Linked DNA regions of Mus musculus: regions 2 and 3 are each linked to region 1. A link is a contact called in public Hi-C and HiChIP or PLAC-seq data. All regions are on one chromosome and are shown on one strand. The core of a region is the stretch at or near the end of the contact, and the rest is flanking DNA. Distances in the headings are between cores, read along the strand shown.

The links. A called contact is a pair of places that touch in the nucleus more often than the background predicts. HiChIP or PLAC-seq counts read pairs in DNA pulled down with a chosen protein or histone mark.
Region 2: a contact with region 1 is called in an H3K27ac HiChIP or PLAC-seq map of CD8 T cells, with 11 times the contacts expected there. The contact joins the enhancer-like site here to the promoter of Rac2 in region 1. A contact is called at or near these places in 8 of 39 promoter capture datasets (the C10 cell line, the HPC-7 cell line, cranial neural crest and 5 more), 6 of 15 datasets of contacts at CTCF or cohesin (CD8 T cells, the G1E-ER4 cell line, the NIH/3T3 cell line and 3 more), 65 of 484 Hi-C or Micro-C datasets (the AtT-20 cell line, B cells, CD4 T cells and 39 more), 13 of 115 datasets of contacts at active chromatin or transcription factors (the 230-238 cell line, CD8 T cells, the HPC-7 cell line and 8 more) and 4 of 9 other capture datasets (adipose tissue, liver, macrophages and 1 more).
Region 3: a contact with region 1 is called in a Hi-C map of CD8 T cells, with 2.1 times the contacts expected there. The contact joins the enhancer-like site here to the promoter of Rac2 in region 1. A contact is called at or near these places in 15 of 39 promoter capture datasets (the 3T3-L1 cell line, 3T3-L1-derived adipocytes, the C10 cell line and 11 more), 4 of 15 datasets of contacts at CTCF or cohesin (CD8 T cells, the NIH/3T3 cell line, large pre-B cells and 1 more), 66 of 484 Hi-C or Micro-C datasets (the 63-12 cell line, the AML12 cell line, the AtT-20 cell line and 48 more), 13 of 115 datasets of contacts at active chromatin or transcription factors (CD4 single positive thymocytes, CD8 T cells, the HPC-7 cell line and 9 more) and 3 of 9 other capture datasets (adipose tissue, liver and pancreatic islet).

What each region holds. Positions count from the first base shown.
Region 1 is chr15:78,570,371-78,575,501 of GRCm38.p6, forward strand. It overlaps Rac2 (Rac family small GTPase 2), which reads right to left and starts at 2,413. Exons shown (of 7, transcript NM_009008.3): 1 at 2,241-2,413; 2 at 362-433. The coding sequence starts at 2,275. It overlaps Gm36738 (predicted gene, 36738), which reads right to left. Exons shown (of 2, transcript NR_155437.1): 2 at 4,041-4,302.
Region 2 is chr15:78,513,012-78,518,142 of GRCm38.p6, forward strand. No RefSeq gene overlaps it. Among named protein-coding and RNA genes, the nearest start is that of C1qtnf6, 14 kb to the right of the region's middle. Within about 2 kb of position 2,505, at least 28 of the 459 cell types and tissues checked have an H3K27ac peak or open chromatin away from gene starts, as enhancers often do. A contact at or near this core is called in CD8 T cells, where this site is marked.
Region 3 is chr15:78,611,987-78,617,117 of GRCm38.p6, forward strand. Cyth4 (cytohesin 4) reads left to right here. Exons shown (of 13, transcript NM_028195.3): 9 at 3,731-3,842. Among named protein-coding and RNA genes, the nearest start is that of Gm52186, 4.7 kb to the left of the region's middle. Within about 2 kb of position 2,690, at least 24 of the 459 cell types and tissues checked have an H3K27ac peak or open chromatin away from gene starts, as enhancers often do. A contact at or near this core is called in CD8 T cells, Th1 cells, Th17 cells and 6 more, where this site is marked.

The sequences.
Region 1 (5,131 bases), core at 1,163-3,662:
GGCTTCCCACAGACCACAGCTAGCACTGTGCCCACCCCAGCACACGGGTCCCCAGACACTGCTGCTAAGTTTCTGAGGTACTCTTCCTCCCTCACCTCCATAGCCCATCTCCACCCCTCTTTCTCCTCCTGGCTGGCTTGAAGGACATATTCCTTCCTGTCCTTTTACGCCTTCCCACCCCACAGTCCCTCTGCCTTCTGGAGCCTCTGCCTCCTTAGCATACATTCTAAGACTTAGCATAAGTCACTGCGTTGCATGTCGGATCACCAGCCAGCTTCCCCACAATGGAGAGTCTCTCTAGCCTTACCAGCCTACTTGGTCTCAGGCCCCCACAGGGGACAGCCCCCAAGAAGCCACTCACACAGTGGGGATGTATTCTCCAGGGAAGGCGTTGGTGGTGTAGCTGATGAGAAGACACGTCTTGCCCACGGCTCTGAAAGACAAGAGACAAGATGCAGGAGAGACCAAGGTCATAGCTCCCCTTCACCAAGGTCAAGATGAAGGGGAGGCGGGAACTGTACTCAGGCTCCAGTCTCCCAATCCCAGACACCCCATACCAGTGTGCTCTACCCCGTGCAGTGCCCATAAAGAACCTGACTTCAGTCTTAGCCATGGGTGTGAGCCACACATCTGAGGAGAACTCCAGTACTGTACATGTACCAGTGTGTGGGATACAGGTGATAGGCACAGATGACCATGGGGCCGAACAGAGGACCCTGGAGAGCTGGGTAAGACTGTCACGTGTCTCTCTTAAGCTTCAGATCCTGCCTCCATCATTTGCCATCTACACAACTTTGCAAGTCACCTAAGCACCTTGTACCTCAGTTTCCCCATGTAGACAACAAGGACAAGCCCATCTTCCCAGTAAAATAACTGATACTTCTAAGACACTGAACCCGGTGCCATAGAAGTGGCACCAACTAATGACTGTTAGGGACTGCCCATCGCCCCTCTTTGAAGTCAGAGGGGCCTGGGTTCAAATCCTCTGCCTCCAAGGCAGGTTATGTAACTTTTCGGAGTTTTGGTCTTTCCCACCTGTAAAACGAACTCTGTGATGGTAAGTAGGGTTGGTGGAAGACAGATCATACAGAGAGCCACAGCCCGGTGACCACATACAAAAGAGAAATGGGATAAATGGAGATGACCACCATTTAAGCTATCTCCCTGCCAAGCTGGGAGGTCACCCAGGTCATTCAGCAGGAAGCTGAGAGGCCAGAGGGACAGCTCCGGGCCTTCCCCAGTACAATTCCGTTAAGTCACTTCCCACTCGAGGAGGTTGCTCTGCTGTCCCTGCCCCCTAAACCTCTGCCCTCAAGCCCCAGCCTGCCACCCAGGTAACTTTGAATGCATAGAATCATTGACTTCCGGCCCTCCGTGTCCGCCCCCTCCTCCCCCAGATCAGACACAAAGCAGAAGTGAGCAGAGCAGCTGCCACAGATAACGGCTGACACCCTAGCGCGGTGGCGGCTGCAGCAGCGACCAAGTCGGACCTAGTCAGCTGAGGAGGTAGATAGCCTATGCCACCAGCAGAGCCAAAGTGTGTGTGACCTTGGGACCTAAGCCAGGAAAGGTCTCCAGGCCTCAGCCCCTCCCCGTTTCGAACTGAAGATGGCTGTCTAGTACATGTGAGGATGGATCTAGCGGGACCCAAGATAGACTTGAGGACTGCACCCTAATGTGTCGGAATATATGGGAGACACATGAAGAAACTCAGGCCTTGGGTTATGAGAGCCTGTGGTCCCAAGATCTGACAATGACTATCAGACTTTAGCAGGGCTGCAGCCAGCCTGCCCTCTGGAGTCCTTAAGAGCAGAGGCTGGACTGAGAGTCAGAAAGCTTGGAGATTGCCAGAAGTCCCCTAGGCCCAGCAAGACAGCAACTAGAGCCTGGGCCAGCCTGGGAAACAAAGGTCCGAAGGGCAAGCTGCTGATTTCCCTCCTCGTACCTGTACCCTGAACTGATGCTGGCCCGGTAGGAGCCCTGTCCCAGCTCTCAGGGTACAGGCAAATAGCAGCACCCCACCCACAGTCCAGGCCCTCCACCCAAGTAGCTTCCGGAGTGGGGTAGGCTGAAGGACAGGGAGCAGTCCAGACCCACCCCAAATGTTCCTTGTAAGCCCTTACAAGGAAAGGAAGCGACTTTCCCCAGAACCTCCTGGGAGCCCTGAATCTGTGGGTGTACCAGGGAGGATCTCAGAGGCATCCTGGTAGGGGTGGGAGACAACTCAGCCAGGTACTTACCCATCACCCACCACCACACACTTGATGGCCTGCATTGCATCTGAGGCCCAGCAGCCAGGGATGACAGTTGGGGGCCAGGAGCGTTGCTGTGGACACCAGTGGTATGGAGTGGCTAGGAGGTACCCGGCAGTGAGGAGCAGCACCCCAGCTCAAGAGGCGGGAGGAAACGGAAGAGGAACTTACCCAAGCTGCTGCCCCACAGCCTTGAGGGGGTGGAGCATGCGGTCTGGAAGAGGACCTGGGGCCCCACAGGTGCTAGGTTGGGCCCAGGCCACCAAGGGCACTTGACTTAGGCTCCAAAGGGAACCCAGGCACCCTAGAGAATTGAAGATTCACTTCCTAAGCCAGGGCAGGGACAAAGTTGCTCTCGAAGAATCTGCATCCTCCAAGAAGTCAGTTGGCCTGACTCCCATGGGCAAACACTTGAGTGCCTACTGTGTATCAGGCATTGTGTTGGGAGCTGGTGACTCTAAAATGCAGGAAGCCAGGTTGTCCTGGAGTTCCTGCTCTGTAGAGAAGGCAAACCACACCACAGGTGCTGTGAGCAAGGCAGGAGACATGGGCCAAGGGAGAGCTACAGAGTGACCTCAGAGTCACCAGCAGGGAAAACTGGTGGCTATGACGTGTGATGTCAAACAAAGTTGGCCCGGGGGGGGGGGGTGCTGCCTAAGCAAGGGCCAGTGTGTAGAGAGAAGGCAAAGGAGGGGGAGGGAAAGAGAGAAGGGAAGAGGTAGAGGAGAGGGGAGAAAAGGAGGAAGGGGAGGAAGGGGGGAAATTGGGAGGGGAGGAAGTGGAGGAAAAGGGGGAGGAGGAGGAAGGAGAGGAGGGAGGATAGGGAAAAGGGAAGGAGTTGGAAGAGAAGGAAGAAGAGGAGTAGTGAGAGGAGGAGGAGGAGGAGGAGGAGTGAGAGGAGGAGGAGGAGGAGGAGGAGGAGGAGGAGGAGGAGGAGGAGGAGGAGGAGGAGGAGGAGGAAGAGTCAGGGACAGATGCAGTAGAGCAAGCTGGTAGAAGTTTGGCAAGTCCAAACCTTCTCACAGCATGGTGCAATCTAAGCTTTCAGGAAGCTGAGACAAAGGGATTGCTGGGAGCTTGAGTCCAGGATTCAGAGTGAGAGTTCCAAGGCAGCCAGAGCCATCGAGCGATACAGCAAGATCCTAGCTGGGAAACCACTCCAAACCGAAAATCCTACCTACAAACTGTCGTAGGCTTCTTGCCGTTTTGATGATATCAACTACACTCGCCTTGTGTTGGGCATTTGTGTTTATAAGTGTTTGGTTGGGTGTTTGTGTTTGCAGGTGTTTTGTTGGGCATTTGTGTTTTTAGTTGTTTATTGGACTTTTGGGTTTCCTATTACACAAGTTACTATTTGTGTATTTGTCCATTTCTCTACTGGAGTATTTTTTCCCCTCATATTTATTTGGAGAAGTTCGGTGTTTGATTTTTCAAGTGTGAATTGCTATAACCGTTTCATAGTTCATTTCCAGTATGTGGAATTATTTTTTTTGAAGCTGTGATATTTATAAAGGTTTATTTGTATGTGGTCAACTTTAATTTTTCTTCCCTAATGATTGATACTCTTTGAGTGATTCTTTCTTAAGCATTCCTATGCAATTTCACAAAGATATTCTACAAAGTGTGTACAGTTTCTGTCTACAGACAGTGACCTTGATACACAGAGTGGATTTTAGATGACAAAGGGGCTGCTAGTAGGTTTTGTGAGATGTTGATTTGATTTCTCTAGGGCTTTCTTAGTTTCTATTCCTATCACTATGAAAAAAAAATACTCCGACCACAGCGACAGAAGGGAGAAAGGGTTTATTCTGGTTCATGGTTCAAGGTTAGAATCCATCACAGTGGGGAAGTCGTCAGAGTAGCAGGAGCTTGGAGCAGCTGGTTGCCCACAATCAGGAAACAACGATGAGCGCATTGCTGCTCAGATCCTTTCTTCATTTAACACAATGCAGTTTCCCAGCCTACAGGATGGTGCCACCCACAGTGGGCTGATCTTCCCACCTCAAATCGATGTGCTCCAGATGTCTTTCTCCCAGGTGACTCTGTCGTGCTGACAATGGACACAGACCATCATCCCAGAGTGCCATCTATTAAACAAAGTTCTACCTATCTTTTCCCAGTGAATGGGCAGTCAAGAAGCCTCGTGGACCAAGACTGTCACCTGCAAACCAAACCTTGGCCCCTTTCTCTGCTAGTCCTCCCATCCACCCAGGGGCTGACACAAGCCTGCTTCAGTTACCCCAGCTCCAAGCCTAGGAGAAACGTGCCTCTCTTACATTCCTTCAGGATTGTTCTAGTGTTTGATGAATCTCTGCTCTTCCATCTACACTGTGGAATAAGCTCAAGCAAATGACATAAGAGTCCTGGGCTGTCCTGCGTTCAACCTGCAGCAGCGAGTAGGGACCTGACATCCTTGTGATAGTCATTCTGTCTGCCTGTTAGCATCTTCACCTTCTCCTTTATATCTTTCAATAAAATTTTACCATTTCCTCCCAGAAAGGTCAGGCACCTTTCTCAAAAGATTCACTTCTTGCTTCCTTATTACTCTCAGCACTACTGTAGCTAATAATTCTCAAATTGAATTTCCTTGCCACTCCTTGGATGAAGGGGAAATGTCAGCCTTTGCATATTGGATTTGTGTATGTGGAAACCTGGCACAAAGAGAGACCCATGGCTGCTTTTAAAATGGAAAATGTATTTGTGTGCGTGCCCACGCACACACCCATGGAAGTCGCCGGTTCTCTCCTTCCACCATGTGGGACCCTGGGGATCAGACTCAGGTCATCAGACTTGGCAGGAAGTTCTTTCCCCTCTGAGCCTCCTTGCTGGCTCTTGCTACAGATACCTTGAAATTTGCTAACAAACCTGACAGTGGACAG
Region 2 (5,131 bases), core at 1,255-3,754, 57 kb before region 1:
ATTAGTGATTAACTAGATTAACAATAATGCATCACGTTAAAGAAAGCAAGCAGCATACTTCTTGGAGCTGTTGAACAGAGAGCGAATCCAAATTGAAACTTTCTGCTTCATGCTTCCTGTGTCTTCCGTGCCGTCGGTCTCCTGTTGGCTGAGTCTATGCCTGCCCGAAGGCTGTCTCGTGAATCTGTTTGTTCCTGTGTGTCGTTCTCATGTGTCTGTCATGTGCGACTTGGTCAGCTTTATGTTCTGTCTGTGTGTCTGTCGTGCGTCTGTCCCTCACAAAGGACTTTGCTCTGCATTTATTGAACAGCACAGAAAGCATCACGTGGAAAAAAGAACGGGGCCCTTTACAGAAATCTTTAACAGTAACTACAACGGATTGAAGTCTCTGGCTCCAACTGATCCCAGCCAACCCAGACAACAAACACTGCTACCAAACATCACTGTGTCCCGACTAACAGTCATAAACAGATGCTTTCAACCTTTGTGGTAGATCATAGAAGGCTCCTTTCAATGAGCGTATTTACTGCTTTTAGCAAATGACATGTATGCATCATTCTGGGCCGGGGGGCCTGGAAGAGTATATAACGTAAGGTCACAGTTATATATTAGCTTAGGTTATAGAAGTTGGTTACATGGAAATCCGAGTTAAGTAAGGCTGGCTGCTTCTTAGTTCTCTTAGAGGCAGGTTAAACAAACAGGCTGAATGTGCACACACTGTAGGCAGGCCGACTTAAGTGATCTCAGGGTGTATGGTTAACCCTGGCCATGGGGTCCAGCAAAAGCCCCAGTCTCTCAGTATGTAAGAGATATTTTCGTAATACTGCATTGCTGTTTGAATTTTGCTTTTCCTGGGCACTAAAGGAAAACTTGCCTGTTGTCAATGGCGAACCATTCATTAAACTCCTGATCTGAGAGTAATGGGTCACAGGAGGCCACCCCATCATCTAGGGGTCCACCACTTGTAGGGAGAGACAACAGATATAGCATCAAATGGCTATACCTGGAGTTTGTATGTCCCCAAAAGAGGAGGCCTGGCTCAGAGAGAGCCAGGGAGCACAGCCTCAGCTGGAAAAGAGACAGAAAGAGGCAAAGCAACACAGCAGGCAAGCCTCGCTGACTAAAGATGACACCTGGAGCTTCCTTCTTTCCCAAGTCCAGCCCTGATCCAGCCCCCACCTTTCCTGGAAGGACCACGCTGCTGTGAGGAGTTCATGGTGTGTGTGTGTGTGTGTGTGTGTGTGTGTGTGTGTGTGTGTGTGTGTGTGTGTGTGTGTTCTTTGCAGCATGTGTGTCCAGAAGGCTGGGGAACTCTTTCCAGCAGGAGTCAGAGGTCCTCTGGGACAGCAGAGGGTCCCCACGCTCTCAGATTTCTGGAGTTCTGGTTTCTTGGAGTGCTGCCATAGCTGATGAGGGACCCTTCTCTGTACTGAACTGGAAGGGTCTCTTGACTCCTGACTGCTCCTGCTGGGAAGAAGGCTGCGGTTACCATGCACACATGTAGAGCAGTGTGTTCCAGGCACCTGCAGTGAACCCGGTGTGTTATAACAGAACCTGTGCTTCCTGCCTGGGCAGTGAGGCTAACACATGCTCTTTACATTCTTCTGTCCCTTCTTACCCCAAACGCTCACCTGTGACACTTCTGCCTGAGGACTTTGTACACTAAAGGTAATCTAACTCCTTTAAGAGAAAATGAGATAAAACACACAGGCCGATACCTGTAGTTGCCACCAGAGGGCAGTGTGAGCTCCATCCTGGTTTCCAGGCAGTACCAATCAGCAAGAAGTGACCAGAACGACAAAAAGCCAGCCTGCTGGGGACCTAGATGATAGACCTGGGCTCAGAGAGGGCAGCTATCATTCTTAGTTCACACAGCAGGGCAGGATGTGAACTCTGACCTTCCAAACACCCTGTCCGTGAAGCCTTCCTGTCTACATCTGGCATCCATCCTCACCCTGGCCCTGGTTCCTCCCAACCTTATTAACACCAACAACTTCCTGCTTGATCTCACTTGCCTTTCACTCCAGCATCTAATGGATCTGGTGCTAGTAGGTGGACCTGCTCGGTGTGCCTCAAGTTCATAGGTTAAGGTCTATGGGCCCCACATCTTTTCAAGAACCTAAAGCCAGGCATAGATGCTCCCGCTATCCCTGCTGAAAGGGAGGGAGGAGGAAAAGAACAAAGGAAAGAAGGAAGGAATGAGAAAGGAAGATAAAAAGAAAGAGGAAAGAGGTAAATAGATGAACAGATGGAAAGATGGGCAGGCAGATGGACAGATGGATGGATGGACAGACGGATGGATGGATGGACAGACAGATCAATGGATGGACAGATGGATGGATGAGTGGACAGATGAACAGATGAGCTGACTACAAGCTGAAGAGGAATCTATTGATCCTTCCCTTGTCCCAGAAAGAATCTGATGGTCTCTCAGGCAGCTCCACACCGAGTCCCGTGGAACAACTGGGGTGTGAAGAATTTGCATGCTAACCAAGGAGTTCTCTTAGCACTGGGGGGAAACATATGGAAATTATAATGAAGGCGGCAGCATCGCAGCATCGGTGCAGCGTCCCTTGGCCTAGATTTTTGTGACAGCCCTGGTAGAAAGAAATATTAAATCCATATGACTTGATTCTAAACCTCTCAAGACTTTAATAAGCTAAACCGACAGGGAAAAAAATCATTTTGGGGGGGGGCTACAATTTTGTCCTTAGAAAATGTTCTCTGGTGTGTTCCTTGTTTAGATCATGCTTACGCCGTCATGCTGACAGGACTCTGTGGGTGTGGCTCCTCTAAGGGACCACATCTGAGCCCTCCTTCTCATCTTGTCTTTCAAGGGGAGGCTGCTGATGTAAAGCCTTCCAGCCCACCCACCCCCACACCCCTACACCCCCACCAATGCACCCCACCCCACCCCCGCCACAGGCTGGACCACGCCCTCTGATCCTCTGCATAAGAAGCCTGTGGCTTTCCAGCCCTCACTATGGTCTCCTTGAAGAGGAAGTGACCACAGTGGTTGACGTGCCTACCACGCACCCAAGGAAGTCCTGCATAGTCTGGAAGCATCCTTCCTGTTGGTCAGGAGGATGTTGGACAGCATGCAGGCTGGATGGCTTTTACCAGTTTTTCTTTATTGTTACACAAAGAGGCTCACATTCCTAAACATACAGACTAGTCTGCTTAGCCCATATAATGTAGCCTTTATCTATATGATCTTGGGAGAGGAGGGCGCTTTCTGAGGCTGGATTGGACTACGCACACATCCTCTGGCTTCCCTCCTCAATGCCAGGACTCCTCCTGGGTCATTCTGCATGTGTTTACTAACGTTAAGCAAAAACAGGTCCCACCTCAAAGAGAAGAAGACAGAGTATATTCTGAACAAAGTATGAGTGGCCCCAGGCCCCAGGACACTGAGTCACTTTGCCCCAACTGACATGTTCCATTTGGGTACATGAGCACTTATAAGTCACAGAACAAAGGAAAGGGTCATAACTCAAGACCCTTAGAACACATCTCGATTGCAGGGCATGGGGCCGCAGGTTACAGCAAAGGGTGTGGGGGTGGCCATTACTGTGGGCTTTAAGAGTCGTCAGATGGCATTGTCAACTTTGAGGCCGGTGGAAGCCAGTGGTCTTTTAAAGTCCATACATTCTAAGCTTTACCTGATAGATACAAGGGTGTTAGATTAGGTACAAAGGTGTCTGACATATCGCTACTAAAGGGGCTACAGTTATAGAATGAACTAGGCTGGGTGTAGCTCAGTGGGGAGGGCTCCCCTAGGGGTCTAATCTCATGTCTGTTGTTGTGATAAAACACCCCCAACTTGGAGGAGAAAGGGGTTTACTAAACTTATAATTTCCAGGTTACAGTCTGTCATCACCGGGAACATCAAAGCAGGAGCTCACAGCTGCCTCCTATCATACCCACAGCCAAGAGCAGAGTGAAACGGACAGCCAGTGCTGCCTGTTTGCTTGTGTTGTTTATGCTAGGGTTCACTTTCTTCACCCTTATACGGTTCAGGGCTCAGGTCATGACTTGGATTCAAACCTTAACAGCTGCCAACCATATTCGCCCCCACTTCCGGGTCCTTCCGATTCTCTGCTCCCTGTCTTGACCCCAAATGCCCTGGAAGTAATCTGAGGTCCTGAGTTTGATTCCCCAGACCCATGAAAGAAAATGAGGAAGAAAGGGAAAGAAGGGGGGCAGGGGAGAAGGAAGAGGCCATGGGCCAAACAGACACCTGCCATGGCAGGTCTGGCATGTGGTCTGGTAGGGATGAAGTAAGAAGGAGATGCCAGATGTGAGGGTCTGAGGGATGCCAGGAGAAGGCCAATGCCATGGAGGAAAAGAGAATACTGTCTGGGGAACAGGAAGCACACGACTGAAGAAGCTATGGTAGCAGAGAAGAAATGACCTGTTGTCTGTCCGATGCCACCTGTCAAGCAGCATCACGTTTGTGGGGGAGGGTGGACCACAGTATATTAATGAAGGTTATCCCAGCTGTGGCTGTGAGGGAAAGCAGTTAACTCCTCTTAGCTCAAGGGGAGAAAAAAAAAAGTCTTGTTGGAAATGGCGGCCAAAGGGACAGCCCCAGGGCCTTTGCACAAGCAGCAGCCCCTGCCCTCCCTTCCTGCCCACATGTGTCAGTCCTTGCGCTCAGCCTAAGTGTCCAAGCAAAATTTCCAGCTGGCCTTTTAGCCTCGAGGCCTCCTTTAGAACCTTACCCTGACCTCTGGTAGTCACCTCATCCAGATGTCCATCCTCTAAGAAAGGACAACTCGGATCCTGGATGCGTGGCTGAGAGGCCTGTGGGGACGCCCAGCCATGTGCCTCTTCCCGGTGGTTTATAATTCCTCTAACACTGCCCAGCGCAAGATATGTGCCCAGAGGCTGCTGCAGTTCAAAGGAGGAAGGGCCCCTCTCAGGGAATGGTTGCAGAGGACCTATGTCCATCAAGGTTAGGTCGCTGTGGTGGAGGGCCTCGGGTCGGTCGTGGTGACAGGAGTGGGTGGAAGAGGCTGCTCACATCACAGAGAAACAATGGAGAATATGACTCGAAACACAGGTCCTATGGACCTTCAAAGGTCCATCCTTAATGACCTGCTTCTGCCCGCTCAGCACCCCTCCTAGA
Region 3 (5,131 bases), core at 1,440-3,939, 42 kb after region 1:
GGAGAAAGCCAGTCTCCCACAAGTCCCCACTAGCTCTACAGCAAGGCTAGTCCCAAGCCTCTTGTCCCCTGATCCCAACAATAGATCATCCTTGCCACACTGCACCAAAACCTGTTCTAGGCACAGGGACCCAGGAATAACTCCACACAGGTTCCTGCCTAGAGGCCCAAGGTCTGGTGTGGAAGGGATCCACACGTGACTCACATCCACACTTAACCCCTACAGCTCACTGACATCACCCATGCTGACCATGAGTACTTTACCACAGAGAGACATGATGTTGCCATCTTGGGTGGGAGGGGGGGCAGGCAAAGGTGTCACCCCAAAAACCTGGCCAAGTGTGCTTGCACAAGGCCCTGGGCCCAGTCCCTAGCACTTGCTTTATAATCCAGCACCGGGGAGGCAGAGGCAGGAGGATCAGGAATTTTAAGGCATTCTTGCTACATAGCAAGTTGGAGGCTAGCCTGGGTAAGAGAAGTTGCCGTTTCAAAATAAACAAGCCAAAGGAAACAACAAAACAAAACGAAACGAAACGAAATGAAGTGAAATCAGCCCTCAGTACAGGCTAGAACACATAGGCAATGCAGGCATCATGCTTAGGGACAGAACCAAAAGCCTCCTGGGGGCCCTGGATGTGTGGGGTCTCCCCCTGACTGACCCCTGTTGCCTTCCATCCAGGGAACCTTTACTACATCACCCCCTCCTCATGCCCCCAGGTTGGAACTTTCATGGAAGTAAGAGCCACTCACCTCCATGTTGCTTCCGGTCTGTCTGGGCGTCTGAGAGGGGTCAGGTACCCTGGTCAGCAGCACAGGCCAGCGGGAGCCTCAGCAGCTGGGCTCTGGAGCCCCTCGGGCAGGAGTAAGCAGAGCTCACAGGGAGTGGGTAGTGATTTCAAATTTTCCCCAGTGGTGTTCTAGAGCACCCAGGCCTACTGAGAGCCATCCCAGGTTTTCACAGGAAGCCACAGGGACCCAGGCTCCTCTCACCTTCTCCTGGACCTCGTTTTAACATTTTTTTAAAAAAGCAAGAACCCAGTGCCATACTGTCTCTTCATCCTCCGTGGACCACTGCTGCTCAACTGCCAAAGAAGCCACAAAATGCTTTTAGGTACACCAAGAGACAGAAGTGAATTTACACAGAGACATGCCCCCAAGGCCCAAGGTCACCTAACCCTGGAGCGGATGCTTGTAGGATGGGCTATGGGAGGTATATGGTGGATGTAGGGGACAGGCAGGCTGGGACCGAGCACTTACAAGGTTCTAGGTGCAGAGGTAGGGGCAGGAGATGAATGACAGCTCTGCCGGAGCAGGCAGTGTCCTAGGGATGCTGTCACTGTTTCTTCCCACCCACCCCTGTCCCCAGGGTCAAGCTAAGGTCACAGGGTGCCACTAGAGTTAGCTGACCTGAGGCATCGTGTTTGTGATAGGAGAGTCGCAGCTTAAGCTGTGACTGCCTCCTGCAAAGACTAAGGCTTTGTGAAGAGAGGGCTTGAGCATGCTACCTCTGTTGTCACAGATGCGGGGTTCCAAAGGACACCCACTGAGGTGTCCGGGCTCTCATGTCCTAAAACAAAGAACTGAACCAGGGACGAATGGGCAGTGATGGAAATAGAGTTTACTAAGGAAGAAAAAGGCATCTCTGAGAAGGGAGGAGGCCTAGAGAGCCAGGGCAGGACTGAGAGTCAAAAGCTGAGGGTCCACAGTGCTCACCCTCCTGGGTCCCTCACATAGCAGTGTCCTCTCTAACGTTTGGAAATGGAGGTTTGTCCCCTGTGGGTTCTATCCATGTCAAGGTCAGAGGTCAACTCACAGGGGCTGGTTCTCTCCTTCCAAAGACTCCAAGTCAGGTTATCAGGTTTGGCAGCAAGGGCCTTTACCCACGGAGCCTTCCTGCTTGTCTCTTATATGTAAGTCTTGATACCTCTTTCTTCATGCCTTCCTGTCCTGCCACACTGGCTGGGAGAATCACAACTCGTATCACTGGAGAGAACAGGGATGGGGCTGGAGAGATGGCTCAGTGGTTAAGAGCATTGACTGCTCTTCCAAAGGACCCCGGTTCAATTCCTAGCACCCACATGACAACTCACAACTGTCTGTAACTCCAGTTCCAGGGGATCCAGTGCCCTCACACAAACATGCATACGATTGGTTGATTGGTTGATTGATCGATCGATTGATTGATTTGAAAAGAACAGGGATCCCTTTCCCTCAGACTGTTGGCTTCAGGTGTGGCTAGATCCAGAGGCTTGATGGTTTGAAGGAACCGCATGTCGCATCAAGGCCACCCGCCACCCTGGCTATCTTGAAGACCCTGTCTACTGCAGAGATACCCAAGTAGAGCCAGGCTGTCAGCTTCTCCTGGAAAACTAAACTCCTGGAGTTAATTCCTATTGACTGGCCGGGGGTCATATGCCTCTGTCTAAACTAGTTACTATAGCACATAGGATACAAGGCTCTAAACAACCAAATGGAGGTTCCCTCCCTGGAACCTGGGGATGGAGCTTGGTACCCAACGCACTGTAACCTAGACAAGAAAAAGAGAGAGAGAAGTGGGGGGGATCCTAGGAACAGGGCGCAGGGTCACCCAGGGCCCCGAAGTTCTCTATGCAGTGGTTTGTTCAGAGAGAGGGGCTTCAGGGTGTTTTCAAAACACAGGAAGTGTAGGCGTGTTACACCGTATCTGTGAGGCAGAATACAAATGTCACTACCGTGACCGCAGAAACTTTCAGGTACCCTTTGTGGGTTTAGCAGAGGCTGAAACCCTGTCTGCCGCCCTGCAGCCTCCTTGGGCTCCCTAATTCTTGTCTGAGCTGACAGCTCAGCTGCTGCTATGGCCTTCCTGTCCCAGACACTCATTCCACCAGCTAGGCCACTTGGGGATCCCCAAGGTAAGGCCTCTTCCACCCTCACCCCCATGCACTCCTGCCCCTTCTCCAGCCAAAATGTTGGTCCCCACTTTCCTCTCGCCCCCATAGCACAGTGAGATTGGGAGGGGACACAAAGGTTGAGGTGGAGGATGGTCCAGCCTCACCTCCATAGGTTCAATCACACAGCTGGGTGAGTGCAGTGCCCACTGGAGATTCAAAACACTCCGGTGGGTCTGCACCCACACCTCGCACTAGGGTAGGATCGATCTTAGCCCTGGCTTGCAAACCTCCAGGGTCACTCCTTGCGTGTGTAAGCAGCTGAGTCACCCACAGAGGACTGAAGTCAGCTCATGGGCCACCCTCTTAATCCCAATCCCTACAGTGAGAACCCACCCTAGATAGACACTGTGGTCAGCACCCCACACTGGGCCTCTGAGCCTGGAGCACTCAATCCCCTCCTCCTCTAGGCCTCTTCTAGCCTCACCTCAGCATGTGCCATCTAGAAGGTTCTACTGTCTACCTAAGTAGAAGAGGGGCATCTCCCATCATGAACCCTGCCCGAAGCAGTCCCTACTTCAGCTGCTGTACTCAGGGAGGGTAGGCATGTGTGTCCAGGTCCTTATATATAAACCTAAGGCACCCACACTGCTTACTCTGCCCAAGGGCAACACAGGGGAAAGCATACAAGGCTCTGGGTGTGGCCAATCACCTGAGGAGACAGGGACTTGGGGGAAGGGTGACCAGAATGGCCTGGGAGTAGGTTTCCCAGGAGACAGTTGACTTGCCAAAGGGCACCCAAGTCAGGTTGTCCAGGCCCCGTACTCTGTGGACCGAAGCCATCCTTTTCCTTCTCTCCGGCAGAACCTGTTTGACAGCATCAAGAGTGAGCCCTTCTCCATCCCTGAGGATGATGGCGGTGACCTCACTCACACCTTCTTTAACCCCGACCGTGAAGGCTGGCTACTCAAGCTGGGTGAGACCTCTGTGCACATAATCTAATATGCTCACTTGCACACACGTGGTACACACACACACACACACACACACACACACACACACACACACATCAGGAGTAGATCTGCACAGCCCTGGGTCTCTCAACCTACAGCCCAGCAGTCTTCTTACATTTTCTATCCTTTATCTCAACCACCTATCCACCCATCCATCTACCCCATCCATCTATCTACCCCCACCCATCTACCCCATCCATCTATCCCCATCCATCCATCCACCCATCCATCTACCCATCCACCCATCCATCTACCCCCCAACCATCTACCCATCCACCCATCTACCCATCCATCCATCTACCCACCCATCCATCTACCCCCAACCATCTATCCATTCACCCATCTATTCACCCATCCATCTCCTGTCCACCCACTCACCCATCCACCCACCCACCCATCCATCCACCTATCTACCCACCCATCCATCCACCCACCCATCCATCAACCCATTCACCCATCTGCCCACTAATCCATCTGCCCAACCATTCATCTATCCATTCACCCATCTACCCACCCATCCATCTCCTGTCCACCCACACATCCACCCATTCACCCATTCATCTACCTACTCACCCATCTACCCACCCATTGTCCTGTCTCATCCGCCTACTCATTCATCTTCTTAGCCACTCATCTGTCCAGCTACCCATCTCATCATCTATCCACCTATCCCATTCATCTATTCATCTATTCACCTATCCTGTTCAGTATCCATCTATTCACCCCTCCACCCACATCCATCTACCTACCCATTGCCCTATCCATCCTCTCATACATCCACCCACCCATTCTTCCATCCACCTACCCACCTATCTATCCACACACTCCTCTATCCATCCTCCTGCAATCATCCATTCCTCCATCTACCTATCCATTTATCCACTATTCACTCATCCATATATCCACACATCCATGTATCTACCCATCCATATATCCACCCACTCATATATATTTAAAAACACCTCCCCTTCCACCCATCCATCTGTCTTGGGGGTTTAGGGGAAATGGGGGGGTGTGCTAAGGGATGTTGGGAGGCAGGGTCTCCATGGATGTTTCTCTCCCAGAGGGATGGAGAGGAGAGTCTAGCAGAGTATCTCTGCTCAGGACTACTAACCGTGAGGTGCTGGTCCTTGGACAGCCTAACCTTTGGGTGGTCATTCTCAGGAAGCCAAGAGTCAGCAGGGTTAGGGCAACTTCTCAAGACCACACAGACAGCAAGAGTCCTGTCAAGGGCAGCAGAGGGCTGGGTGTC